Regions from separate parts of the Sus scrofa genome. Here region 1 is linked to region 2. The links are chromatin contacts, called in public HiChIP or PLAC-seq maps. All regions are on one chromosome and are shown on one strand. The core of a region is the stretch at or near the end of the contact, and the rest is flanking DNA. Distances in the headings are between cores, read along the strand shown.

Region 1 (5,941 bases), core at 3,074-5,573, 1.3 Mb before region 2:
CTCTTATACAGCTTGCTTCCCTCTTCATGTACATCTCGATCATTTCACTAAAACTTTTAAAAAACAGAAACAAAAGATAATTGAGGCAGTTCAATAACTTCCTGTCACAAACTCGTATCTCTCACTCAAATGAAATCTTTCATTTAAAGACATAAAGCTGGCGGGTGGGGGGATGTGCTGGGTGTGTGGGATAGAAATACCTTAAAACTGGATTGTGACGATCATTGTACAACTATAAATGTAATAAATTCATCAAGTAATTAAAAAAAGAAATAAAGGCATGACAATTCTTTTACTTCTAAAGGTCACATAAGATCTAAAAATAACATCAGCTCACTAATTGCTTAACAGGTACATCCAAATGATTTAAAAGAATGAAGATCTTTATGCACTGACACAAACCAAATACTAAGCCATATGAAGTGAAGATATAGGAGTGTATACAGCACACTACCATTTGTAAAATAAAAAGGGGGTTGGGGAGGAGAGCACAAACATATTTGCTTGTGTATAAACAGAGTATCTCTGAAAGGACACATAAGAAATTGGTAACACTTGGATGACTGGGGGGTGGGGGTAAAACCCAGGACTTTTTGCCCGTTTATATTTTACATTTTGAATTACGGAGAATCTGAATGAACTTACTAAAAAATAAAATTGGAAATATAAAAACATAATGCTCCTTTCTTCCATCTTCATCAAGTGTGATTTCTTTTCTTTGACTGCTTATATATTCTGCCTTATTAGTTATTATGTCCCCCAAAGTTCCTTGAGGGTAGAAACACAACAGTGTAGTTCATCTTTGGATTCACTGCAGTTTCTGGCCCATTTGTTGAGCACTTGAACCAGGCATTTAATATGTTTCCACTTATATTTAATTCCCACATTTGTATGAGACAGATACTATACACTTACAACCAAGGAACCTCAGGTATGGAGAAGAAACTTGCCCAAGCTTCCACAGCTAGGAAGTTAAAGCTTAAAAATGAATAGCTGTCATTAACTGAATCCCCAAGGAAGTCCTATAATTCTCTCTCAATCCTACAAAGTAGCTGGTATTATTCTAATTTAACAGATAAGGAAACTAAGGCTGAGAGGGGTCCAGACCTCCGGTAAGTCCCAAAATTCCTTGAGTGTAGGCACAAAATAGCAGAGGCCTAGCAGGATTCAAACCCAGGCCTGTGATTCCAAACCCAATACTCTTTCCATTAACTACATTCTCTGTCACAGTAAGTGCTAACAAATTGTGTCACAAGTGATAATGCAAAAATGAGTATACAGGAGTAAGATTCTTTCATTTTTTTCCATTCCCTATCTACTATATCCTTAAATTCAGATTTGGGCTCTAACTCAATAAAGGAGAGGTCACTGGAAGTGACACTATACACAAGAAAGATATGCTTACAAGATTAGGTCTCAGGGTGGCTATAAACAAGTCTATTTAACTACACCTGGTAAGATATTTATAGAATAAATGAAATTATAAATTTCAGTGATACATTTTAAGCATTAGATTACAAGTAAATCATTTTTTTCTACTGTGTAAAAAAGGTAGAAAGATTTTTCAAATGAAGTAAAGTGGGGGATATATATTTGGTTTTACTATTACCAAAACAAAATTCAATATCTAAGATTGAAAGACAAAATAAAGCTACTTCTCTATGAAGAAACATTTTCTATTAATCAGATCTAATCAATAATATAAATTTCAGAAAGGAGAAAAAGGAAGGTGCTATTTTATGAATCAGGTTTCTAAGTTTCCTTAGGTCCTTATGCGGCGGAAAAAAAATTCAAAAGGGGTAACACTGAAATTTTAAATTTCATAAGAAGTGTCCCTTTAACATTTTTCAATCTGTGTCAGACTCAATGCTTTTCTAAATATGTCCATTAAAAAGAAAGAAAAAAGGTTTAAGCAGATTTAACTGTAATTTTTGCTAGCCCCTGGAAGGGAACAAAAGTACAACTTAGTACCAAGCTACAAATGAATATTCAAATATTAAAGAATACACAAGTTTGAATCTAACCTGAGATTGCTAAGAATTACAGATTATGAATTTATAAATAAAATTTAAAAGATCTTTTGGATAAGACTGAAGAAAAAAGCCCATCGGAAAACATTTTTTAAAACTTTCACAAAATCAGAGTCATTGTCTCTCTAAAGGGAAAAAAATTCTTCCCAAGTTATGCGGATTTGCAGAAAAATTCTTAAGGAAAACCAGTAATCTACAGTATCATCAATCCTATAATTTCCTCAGTGTTTGGAAATAAAACATCTTTCCAATCCTATGGGAAAACTCTTTATTATATCTTCTTAATCAAGTTTCTTGGCAATGACAAAATGTTAATGTGGTTTTTTAAAGACTTGCAATACAGCAAGGCAGGTTTTGCAAAAGTGACTTGGATAGAGAAAATCAGAAGACAGTGCTTCTACTAACAATATTTATTCCTAACAAGAAACCTTGTATCAATCACAATTCTATCACACTGTGACAGATATTTTGAAAACAAATCCGAGCTCGTCTTTTGTACCACCTAAAATAACCATTTTGGCTTTACTTTCAAATTAGGAAATGAGTGTAAAAGATTTCAATAGCTGGCGACGAAAAGCATCTTTTATACTTAACTTTAAGAAGGCAGAAATGAAGCAAGCTAAGGCTAGCACGAAATTCTAACTTCTCAAGAAGGGAAGTAAGACAAACTTAAATAGGTCATATCTCTGGTCCTTTAAAAATTGTCTTTTAATCTTTGATGTGTCAATGACTTTTCTGCTGTCCCTTTTCCCTAACAGGCAAAGAAAAAATAAATCTTGTGGTTTAAATTATTGTCGGTCTGAGGCTGGGGTTACCTAGTACAGGAGACAGATAATGGATACTTTTAGATACCTATTTTTAGAATTAGTATTAACCAATCTCTTATTTGCGTGAGAAACACGGTAGGGGTTCGAGGGTAGATCTTGAAGACCCAACGCCAAAGGCACGTCAGGCCAAAAAAAAAAAAAAAAAAGTGATGTAAAACAAAAGTACATCGCCTAATATTCGTTTCAACGAAGTGTTTCAGAATGATAGCTCTCAAGTGAGCATTAACCTTATTGAAAAGGGTTAAAACCGAAACTTGTTCTCAAACATCAGCTTCCCTTTTACAAGATCCCAACAGTTTTTAAAAAGTTATTACAAATATGTTTTTCTTAGCACCCCCTTCCTCCCCCAAAGAATGCATTTCCATGACTACTAACTTAAAAAAAAAAAAAAGAGGGTGAGCAAAGAGTCAAAAATTATCTTAAAAAGCGCGAGTTCTCATCGCCTCATCTAAGCAGAAAAGCACAGAAAACAGCATTTTCCCAGTGGGGTGGGAGCCGAGGGAAAAGGCGTGAATAAAATACAGTACGAGAGGAAACCTTGGGTTTCGAACTTTATTGCACAAAGAGAGTGGAGAGGAGAGTAGGTCAGACGCAGCAGCGCTTCCCCTCGCGAAGCGGGCATGGCAGACACGGAGGCGACCAGGAAGGCAGGCACCTTCACCTCCTCTGCCCTCAACTGTCGCCTTCTTCCTCCTCCACCCCCCGCGGGCACCCCGGCGCGCTGCCCCGGCGGACAGCGGGCCGGGTCAGGCTGGGCCGGGGGCGAGGCGGGCGGCGGGGGCCGGCGAGCGGCGCGGTGGGCATTGCCGGGCCGGGCCGGGCCCGCGGGCGGCCTCCCCCGGGGCGACTCCGGGCTCCGGGCTCCCGGCTCCGCGCCCGGCCCGGCGGCGGCGGCGGCGGCGGCGGGAACGCGGGCGCCAGCTTTCCGCGGCCGGCCGCCCGCACACACCCCCGGCCGCCGGCTCCCACCCCGCCCGCCGCCCCCCGCCATGAGCGCCGCCGCTGGCTGCAGGCAGAGTCGCTGCCGCCCCGGCCGCCGCTGGCTCCAGTCCGCCGCCATTATTCTTTGTTCGCTGCGAGCGGCGGCGATGGTGTGGGGCTCGGGCGGAGGCTCCATCTTTACCGCGGCCCCTCCTGCGAGGGGAAGGCCCCGAGCGCGGGTGTCCGGCGCCTCCCCGTCCCCCCTCCGTCCCCCCGGCTCTCTCCGGCTCCTGCCTCCTCCTCCTGCTCCTCTTACCGGTGGTACAAGCTCCTCCGTCACTGCTTTCGTTCGCGGCCCGGATCTCGCTGGAGTTTTATTCTCTCCCCCACGTAACACACCGCGTCAAACTACACCTCCGCCGCGTCACTCACCAACACTCCGCTTCTCCCAGCCGCCCGGGCCACAGGCAGCAGCAGCCGCCGCCGACTGAGGACTCGCAGCCAGGGAGCCAGCCAGCGCCGCCCAGTGCCGAGTGCGCAGCGGCCGCGCACGGAAACAGCCGAGCTCGGCCCGGTGGAGCTCGAGCGGCCCCGCCCTCCGCTCTGGAGGCGGAACTTGCCGAAGACCTTCGGGTTCCCTCGGGCGCGGCGGAGGGGTTCCGCGGGATGAGGGAAGGAGAAGGTGGGCTGGGGCGGGCGGCAGGGTGGGGAGGAGTGGTCTACGTCTCCTCGCTGGGTATAGACGGATAAAACCGGCTGCGGAAATTTGCAGGAAGAAGTTGGGCTTGTGTGTGGCCGGGTGGGGAATTCCCGAGGGGTGTCGACGGCTTGTTGGAAACCCCCGCGCCGGCTGCCTTTCGGCGGTAAGCGGCGGGTTCTAGGGCGGCTACGGCGAGCCGGGTCTGGGCTTCGGAGCACCGCCGGCTCGGGGACTTTCAGACGCTGCCGGGACGAGGGTGACGCAGCTCCGGGTCCGCAGTCCTGCGAGGCGGGGAGGAAGGCTGCTGCGGCTCTGCGGTCGCCCCTGACCCCTGGGGCCTCGGCCGGGCGATGGGCCTCAAGGCCGCGGCGCTGACCCGGTCCTGCCCACGGGCGTCGTGGGTCCTGGTGGGGAGGGTTTTCCCTCTCTGTGGGCAGGCTGGCTGGCTCTGCTCTGAGAATCCAGTGAGAAACCTGGCGGCCGCCAGTGGGGCTATTCTGTTTCGGGGGGCAGAAGCTCTGGGACTTCGCGCGCCTGGCGGGGTTTAGCGCGGCAGCGAGGGTGGCCAGGCCCGTCGGTCACATCTTTGGCCTCCTAGCTATGACCTGCTCTGACCGAGGTTGCTCTTTAACACTCTCGGAATGTCTTCCCTTCCTCCCCGCCCCGCCCCGCACCATCCCGTGTCGCTGTCTTTTCACAACCCGTTTTCTCCGGCGCTGGTTTGCACCCGCTGCACCCTTTTCTTCGCCACCTACTCCCTCTCTAAACCGGCAGCGTGACTTCCGTTGCCGTTGCCTCGAAGCTACTGAAACTGCTCTCGCAGAGGTCACCCGAGACCATGATACTGACTTTCCATTATCCTTTTTTTTATTGAAACCGGCAGTTCTCTCCCCGGGGTTTCATGTCTGTTATAGCTCTTTCTGGCTCTTAAAGCAAACATCTTTCAGGAAGCAAGAGAGTATCCAAATCTAGGCCCCGCCCCGTACTGACTTCCTGTGAGAGTTCCCTAGCCTGGTACTCTAGAGCCCCTCCTGCACTCTCTTTGGGCTGAAGAATACTCCCCTTTCCTTGCGTTATTGTCAACCTTTCCTTCTCTATTGGCATTTCTGTCTAGTACTTGAACGAGGCTAAGTCTCTCATTTCTTTAAGATACCTCTCCTTAACTCCCTCTCCACACGCAATTGTCTCTTATCCCATGGGCGTTCTCTCATGTCCCACTCCTCTCCAGTCTAGCTTCTGTTGTTACCACACCCTTGAAGCAGCTCTGAATTTTCCCAGACAAGCGTCAGTCATCATCTTCAAGACCTCATTCTGGCATTTTTATACGATTGCCCATTCTCTCCTCCAAATGTGCTCTTCCCTCCACTCTTATAGTTTTTCCTTTTACCTCTTTTTTTTTTTTTTTTTTTTTTTTTAAACAGACAGCCTCTCCTTTAGCCACCTCCTCAATACGGCAATCCTGC
Region 2 (6,148 bases), core at 2,429-4,928:
GCTGTCAGTGTCTATTTATTTTTTTATTTATTGTCTTTTTAGGGCCACAGCCTCGGCATATGGAAGTTCCCAGGCTAGGGGTTAGCCTGCCTCTGCACAGCCACGGGGAACACCAGATCTGAGCCTCATCTGCCATCTTCATACACTGCAGCTTGTGACAACGTAGGATCCTTAACCCACCAAGCGAAGGCTAGGGACTGAACCTGCATCCTCATGGATACTGAACGCCTGTCGGTGTCTTTTAAATACTTGGTGATTCTTTATTTTATTTTATTTTTTTGTCTCTTTAAGGGCACACCCGAGGCACATGGAGTTTCCCAGGCTAGGGGCTGAATCGGAGCAGTAGCCGCCAGCCTACGCCACAGCCACAGCCACGCCAGATCTGAGCCCTGTCTGCGACCTACACCACAGCTCATGGCAACAATGGATCCTTAACACACTCGAGCAAGGCCAGGGATCGAACCTACAACCTCATGGTTCCTAGTTGGATTCGTTTCTGCTGCTGCGCCACACGGGAACTCCAATACTTGGTGATTCTGTCAGCAAACATCTGGCAATAAAGGCATTGCTTAAAGATATCTAGTATAGTAAACACGCATAAATCTTTCACTTTAAATCCACACAACCTGTGAATGAGCTCTTTTAAGGATATAGGTGTTATTTTCTTAATAAAAATATTAAGTGTTCACATGAGGTGGCTAATTTTTACAAAATTAAAATCATTAATACCAAAAGACAGACTGATTAAAGCTTCTAATAAGAGTAAAAATATTAAGCAAGTGTATCCTATTTCAACTAAAGACCAAACAAGCTACTTGAGAAATAAAGGCGTAATAACAGAATAAATAAAAGACAGTACTGCCTTTCAATGGACAAAAAAATATAACTATATACATATATATTTGCATTCCTCAAAACAACGGAGAGAGTAAGGGAGTTGGCAAGGTGAAACAAGCCACGGGTTGCCACTAATGAATGAAGGGGGTGCCAACTGCTGGCTACTCAAAGTTTGTTTCTGGCAAAGAGTAAACGGCAGGAACTTAACATTTCCAGACAGACAGTATAAAGCTAAGCTAGCCACTTCATAAACTATAGAGCAAAAGGATTTGGAATCATATTGGGAAGCTTTAGGGCCAAGAAGCTCTGCACTCCTTGAAAGTGAAGACAATTATCCCAACTGCTTTTTTTTTCCCTTGGTCTTTTTAGGGCCGCACTGGTGGCATACGGACGGACATTCCCAAGCTAGGGGTGGAATTTGAGCTGTAGCCGATGGCCCATACCACAGCAACGTGGAACCCAAGATGCGTCTGCTACCTACACCACAGCTCATGGCAACGCTGGATCCTTAACCCACTGAGCCAGGCCCGGGATCGAACCTTCGTCTTCATGGATACTAGTCAGATTCGTTTCCGCTGAGCCATGACGGGAACTCCCCAACTGTTTTTAAAAGAGGAAAAAAGGGGAAAGAGGGAACAAGGAAGGAAAGAAAAATAACAGTTTTTGGGGCTCTTGAGGGAGTCAAAGGAGAGCACATACGTGAAAGTGTCTAGCAAGGTTACCGAGATGTATTAGGTGCTCAGTCTTGGCCAAATTTGAGCATTGGGAATTTTATTGGCCAAAATAGGGTTATTTAAGGTTAATGATGTCAGTTTTGTTAGCACCTGTAGTTTCTAGGAATTAGAGACTTAACACCTGAAATGAGTTCAATTGTCAATCGAAATAAACACTGACCAATAAAATTCACCAATATTGCAACCATAGCAGGATTCCTTTCTGGTTTGGGTTGTAACTCCCCAAGTCTGGGCTACCTAGCTCAGCTGGTGGATAAACATCATGGATTACAGCCCAGAAAAAGTCAAGCTTCATAAAGGGAAAGACATTGAAATGTTAAGATTATGCACCATAACCCTCTCCCCAGACAGACATCATACCAACAAGCTTGCTGGTCACAAGAGGGATTGCATAAAAAGGTGCAGTCAGCTTAAAGCAAATACATCTTAATTTCTTGAAAAATTCAAAGCATATCTATAAAGTCACATCACATACAAGGAACAGGTTGTTCAAAACATGTTTTTCAAGTCTACTAAATTTCTTCATCGAGGGAACGGATTTCCTTGTCATGATCAAGGTGACCGATTTCAGAAAGTTGTAAGGGAAAGAAAATCAGGACTATTCAGGTACTGTATTCAAAATTAAATGATAAAGATGGGGGTCGGCATGAAATTAATAAAAATCTGTTATACGCATTATCTGAACTCACTTTACGGGAATTTCTAAATTTGGATGCTCAAAAAATAAGCATTTTTTTAAAAAATGAGTCAGCAGTTATTTCTAAATGCTTTGTAATAAATTTTAAATGAAAATTAAATATTCAACTTATTCAAGGCACTAATATTACAAATTCATTCCTCCTATGTTAGCCAACATGGGTCAGAAAAATAACTTTTAGTACAAGAATCAATTCATCTTTCCCTGTAGAACATACAAAAAACCTTTTGTTCATTTTCTAGTACTCTTCTCTTTCTTTATGAAAATAGCAAAATATCTCTGAAATTTATTCTCCTCCAATAAGAGTTTTATGGGAATTGTTGCAAGTGGGCAGCATCCTATTCTCCCTTACCTCTGGGTTACCTCAGCATTGGGTAACTTTGATCCCATCTGTCTACAAAGCTTTGCTCATTAAAAAAAAAAAAAAATAGATCCATGACATTCATTGCAAAATATTAAAAGTATTTTATACAGTTTGACAGCACACTGGAAGTTCTGAACATGTCAACTCTTAACAAAAATGTAACAAAAATTGACATATTTCTCAAAAAGTGGACAGCAATATGTGTAATGCACCAAAGATCTGAACCTTAAAGGAACAAAATAAAAAAAAAATTAAATGCCTGGTATAATTCTAAATAAGCAATTTTTCTTTAAGAAAATCTAATGCTGTCTTTAAAATCTATTTCCAGTTTTACAGTAACCTTTCTTCATGGGCAGAACATAACAGCATTAGGATTTTTTCCAGAAACGTGGTCAGTTATACTTAAGTTGTATTTAACCCCCCAGTGATCTCTGCCTTAATTTGCACTGTGAAAAATAAACTGCTCTATCTTGCCTTTCTGGATTGTCAATAGGTTTTATTTACATTGCTTTGAGAAAAGGAGACAAAAGACATCCTTTTACAATTGTCTTCCAGCAATCTCAGTTTGGAGAAGGCTATATAACACAAATTCTTATATATAATATAAGGAGACATAAATATTTTCTATACACAAATGTGTAAGTAGGCAAAGATAAAGTGGCTATGAAGTCTCTTAAAGTCCAAATTTATAAACTGACCACCAGACCCAGAACTTAGATCTGTAATGAAAAAAAAAATCATTATCAGCCTGAAAAAAAAATGTCATATCCCACTGTCACTAACATGGAAAAAATTAAATAGAAAATAGAAAATAATAATCACCGGAAAACCTGTGTCTTGTAAAGATTTCTTTCCATCAGAAGATGCAGAAACATTTTTCCCCCTGGTGCAAATGCAAACGTTTCTCAAGCACCCCCAGTTTCTTGCCCGCTTTTTTCCCCCAGGCGCCGGTGTAGACGGCCGGTGTGGACCTTTTTCCAGAGATGAGAGGTAGAAATTTGTACTTTATCGGGAGCGGGTGCACTTTTCCCCCCGGCCCCCCTTTCCTCTGCCTCCAAGATGGTAGGAAAGTTGTCGTTTCGGAGGGCAGAGGAGCTGCTCTCTGGTGTTATGTCCTCGCAGTGCCTGTAGTGGTGCTGTAGGAGGCTGCTGCCTCTTCTTGTGCAGCCCCGGCAGCCCTGCCTTCTTGGCTGGAGAGTATATTCAGGGATTTCCCCTTAATAATCACCGACCCTGGGAGCACTTTTTAGTTTCCAAAATAAAAATATGATCCTCACCCCTCTTGCTTGACAGGGAAAGGCTCTCGCCGGAGCCCAGGGGGGAGCAGTAGCAGCGGCAGCCGAGCTTCCTAGTCCATTGCCAGCGCCTCTCACTCTGATCTGTCAGCCCAGCCGAGGGAAAAGGGGGGAAGGAGAAAAAAAAAAAAGCAGCTGAAAGGTAAGCAGAGGCGGCCCCAGGCCCGGCCCACATCCCCGGGCTCCCGTAGGGCGGCGGGCTGGGCCGCGCTGGCAGGGCGGGCGGCGAGCGCGCTTACGTGAGGCCGGGGATTCGCCGGCCCGCGCCAGGCCCCGGGCAGAGAATGAAAGGGTGAGAGGGGCCAGCGCCGGGGTGTCGGGGGCTCAGGGCCCGGGGACCTGGGGGGCGCCCACGGGCAGCGACGGCCGGCGGCCGGGCGGGGGTCCAGCTGGGACCGGAGCGGGGCGAACGGCGCGGCCTGCGCGGGCCGGGATGGGGGTGTGGGGCGGGGGGGGGGGGCGCCGGCTAGGCCTCGGGCCGGCGGGCCTCTCGGGGGCCGCGCCCTGCCCCCGCAACCCGGGCCTCCCCGCGCCCTTCGGCTCCCCCGGGGCCTCCGGGCGGGACGGCGGCGCTGCTGGGCCGAAGCCTGCGCGGGCCCCCGGGAGGCTCCCCCGCGGGGCGGCAGGCCCGGGCGGCCGGGACAGGGGCGTCAGGGCCTAGGAGTGGGGAATGGGCGCTCAGTCGCCCCCTCCCCCGGGTCTCTCGCCGACGCCCCCCACCCCCGATTCCGGTAATAGTTGAATTTATTTCTCTCCCTCCTCTGCGCTCCGGGCGGCCAGGCCGGGGCGGGGCGGGCGGCCTGGCGGGCGTGGGGTGGGGTGGAGGGGCGGTGAGGAGTCAGGTGCAGCCGCGGCCCGGAAAGTTTCCTTTTAGGCCCGAATTGGGGGCTGGCCTCCTTTCGGGGAGCCCGGGTCCTAGCGCTCGCGACCCCCGAGGGCGTGGGGGAGAGCACTCGGCTATTTTGAAACTCTTTGCCAGTTCCCGTCCGTGGAAGGTACTCCGCCCCTGCACCCCTCGCCCGCGCCCCACCCCGCTCCCCCGGCGAGCCCTTCCAGGGCTGCGAACTCCAGCCCGGTCCCCGGGAGCCCCCCGGCTGGGGAGAGGGCCCTCTCTGCCCGTTTGCAAAAGTTTTCCAGGGATTTGTCTTAGTCTATTAGTTAGTGACTGGGCTTTTTGCAGTGGGAAGGGAGGAGGTAAATTCAGGTGGTATTTCTACTGGGCAGGCTTTCCTAATCGCTTTTTCAGCCCTTACCCGGGAAAGCGGGGGGGTGTTAATTTCAGATTTCGCACCCACCCTTCTTTCATCCCGGAATCCTTTGGGTCTTGGGCCCCCTTTTTTGGACAGCCCTGCGGGGGGAAAGATGTAGGGAGCGGCGAAGAGACTGTCAGTGAGAGGGGGCTGAAGCAGCCCCCAGATGGAGGAGTTTCCTGTGCTATTTGGTCACTGTCCGGGAAAACAAACACGGGGACAGGAGCCAAAGGGGGAGACCCTGGCTGTCAGGACGGACCCTGCTGGGAAGCAGTAAGAATGGGGGAGGAGAGGAGGTGGGCAGGGCAGCTCCTGAAACGAGGTCTACAGTTTAAAGATGAGTCGTTTATTTATTCTGATGATAACTATTTGGATTTTTGCAATACTGTTATGTTCGACCCTCGAAATAGAAAAAATGGGGATTTTAAGGAAACTTGTTATTGCCACAGCTCAGAAGGGTCTGTGGAAGAGCCCTCGGGGAACTGAACATAGCTGACACAGTGTGGTTTGGGTATGGTTTTTGTTTTTTTTCCTCTATGTTTAAACGGATTTAGCTATATTTTGGTGGCATGAGTTTTGAAAGTTAAAAAAAAAAAAATGTCGAAAGCTGAAATTTCCACATCTAGATTTCCTGCTTTTCGGGGATGGGATGTTTCCTGTGGCTATACACTTAACCTCCTGGGGTTCTTTAGTGTGGAAGTCGAGATGTTAATGTGCCCTGCCCCCTACTCCCAGCCCCCAGCCTGGGCAGGTTTGCAGAGGTTACTTTGACTCTTTCATTTGTTCTTTTCTTCCCTGCGCTTTTTAGCGGACCTAGGGCAGGAGCTTGTGTGTGGGTATGTGGGTCCTGCCTGGTGCAGCCTGGAGTTCGCTGGTAAAGGTGTTCCACATTCTGACCACTCAGCCCCCAGAGCACTATTTCCCAGGGAGAAGCTGGCACTTGCAGAGCAATGGGTAACCCATGACTTGGT

What was found. HiChIP or PLAC-seq counts read pairs in DNA pulled down with a chosen protein or histone mark.
Region 1: an H3K27ac HiChIP or PLAC-seq map of alveolar macrophages shows a contact between it and region 2. The contact joins the promoter of CREB1 here to the promoter of INO80D in region 2. A contact is called at or near these places in 1 of 5 promoter capture datasets (liver) and 2 of 2 datasets of contacts at active chromatin or transcription factors (alveolar macrophages and skeletal muscle).

The regions. Positions count from the first base shown.
Region 1 is chr15:110,703,930-110,709,870 of Sscrofa11.1, reverse strand. It overlaps CREB1 (cyclic AMP-responsive element-binding protein 1), which reads right to left and starts at 4,323. Exons shown (of 9, transcript XR_002339130.1): 1 at 4,095-4,323. It overlaps LOC102167165, which reads left to right and starts at 3,847. Exons shown (of 3, transcript XM_021074736.1): 1 at 3,847-4,045; 2 at 4,107-4,460. The coding sequence starts at 3,847.
Region 2 is chr15:109,374,144-109,380,291 of Sscrofa11.1, reverse strand. It overlaps INO80D (INO80 complex subunit D), which reads left to right and starts at 3,678. Exons shown (of 11, transcript XM_021076040.1): 1 at 3,678-4,069. LOC110257148 (a long non-coding RNA gene) reads right to left here and starts at 4,708. Exons shown (of 2, transcript XR_002339396.1): 1 at 4,648-4,708; 2 at 2,710-4,011.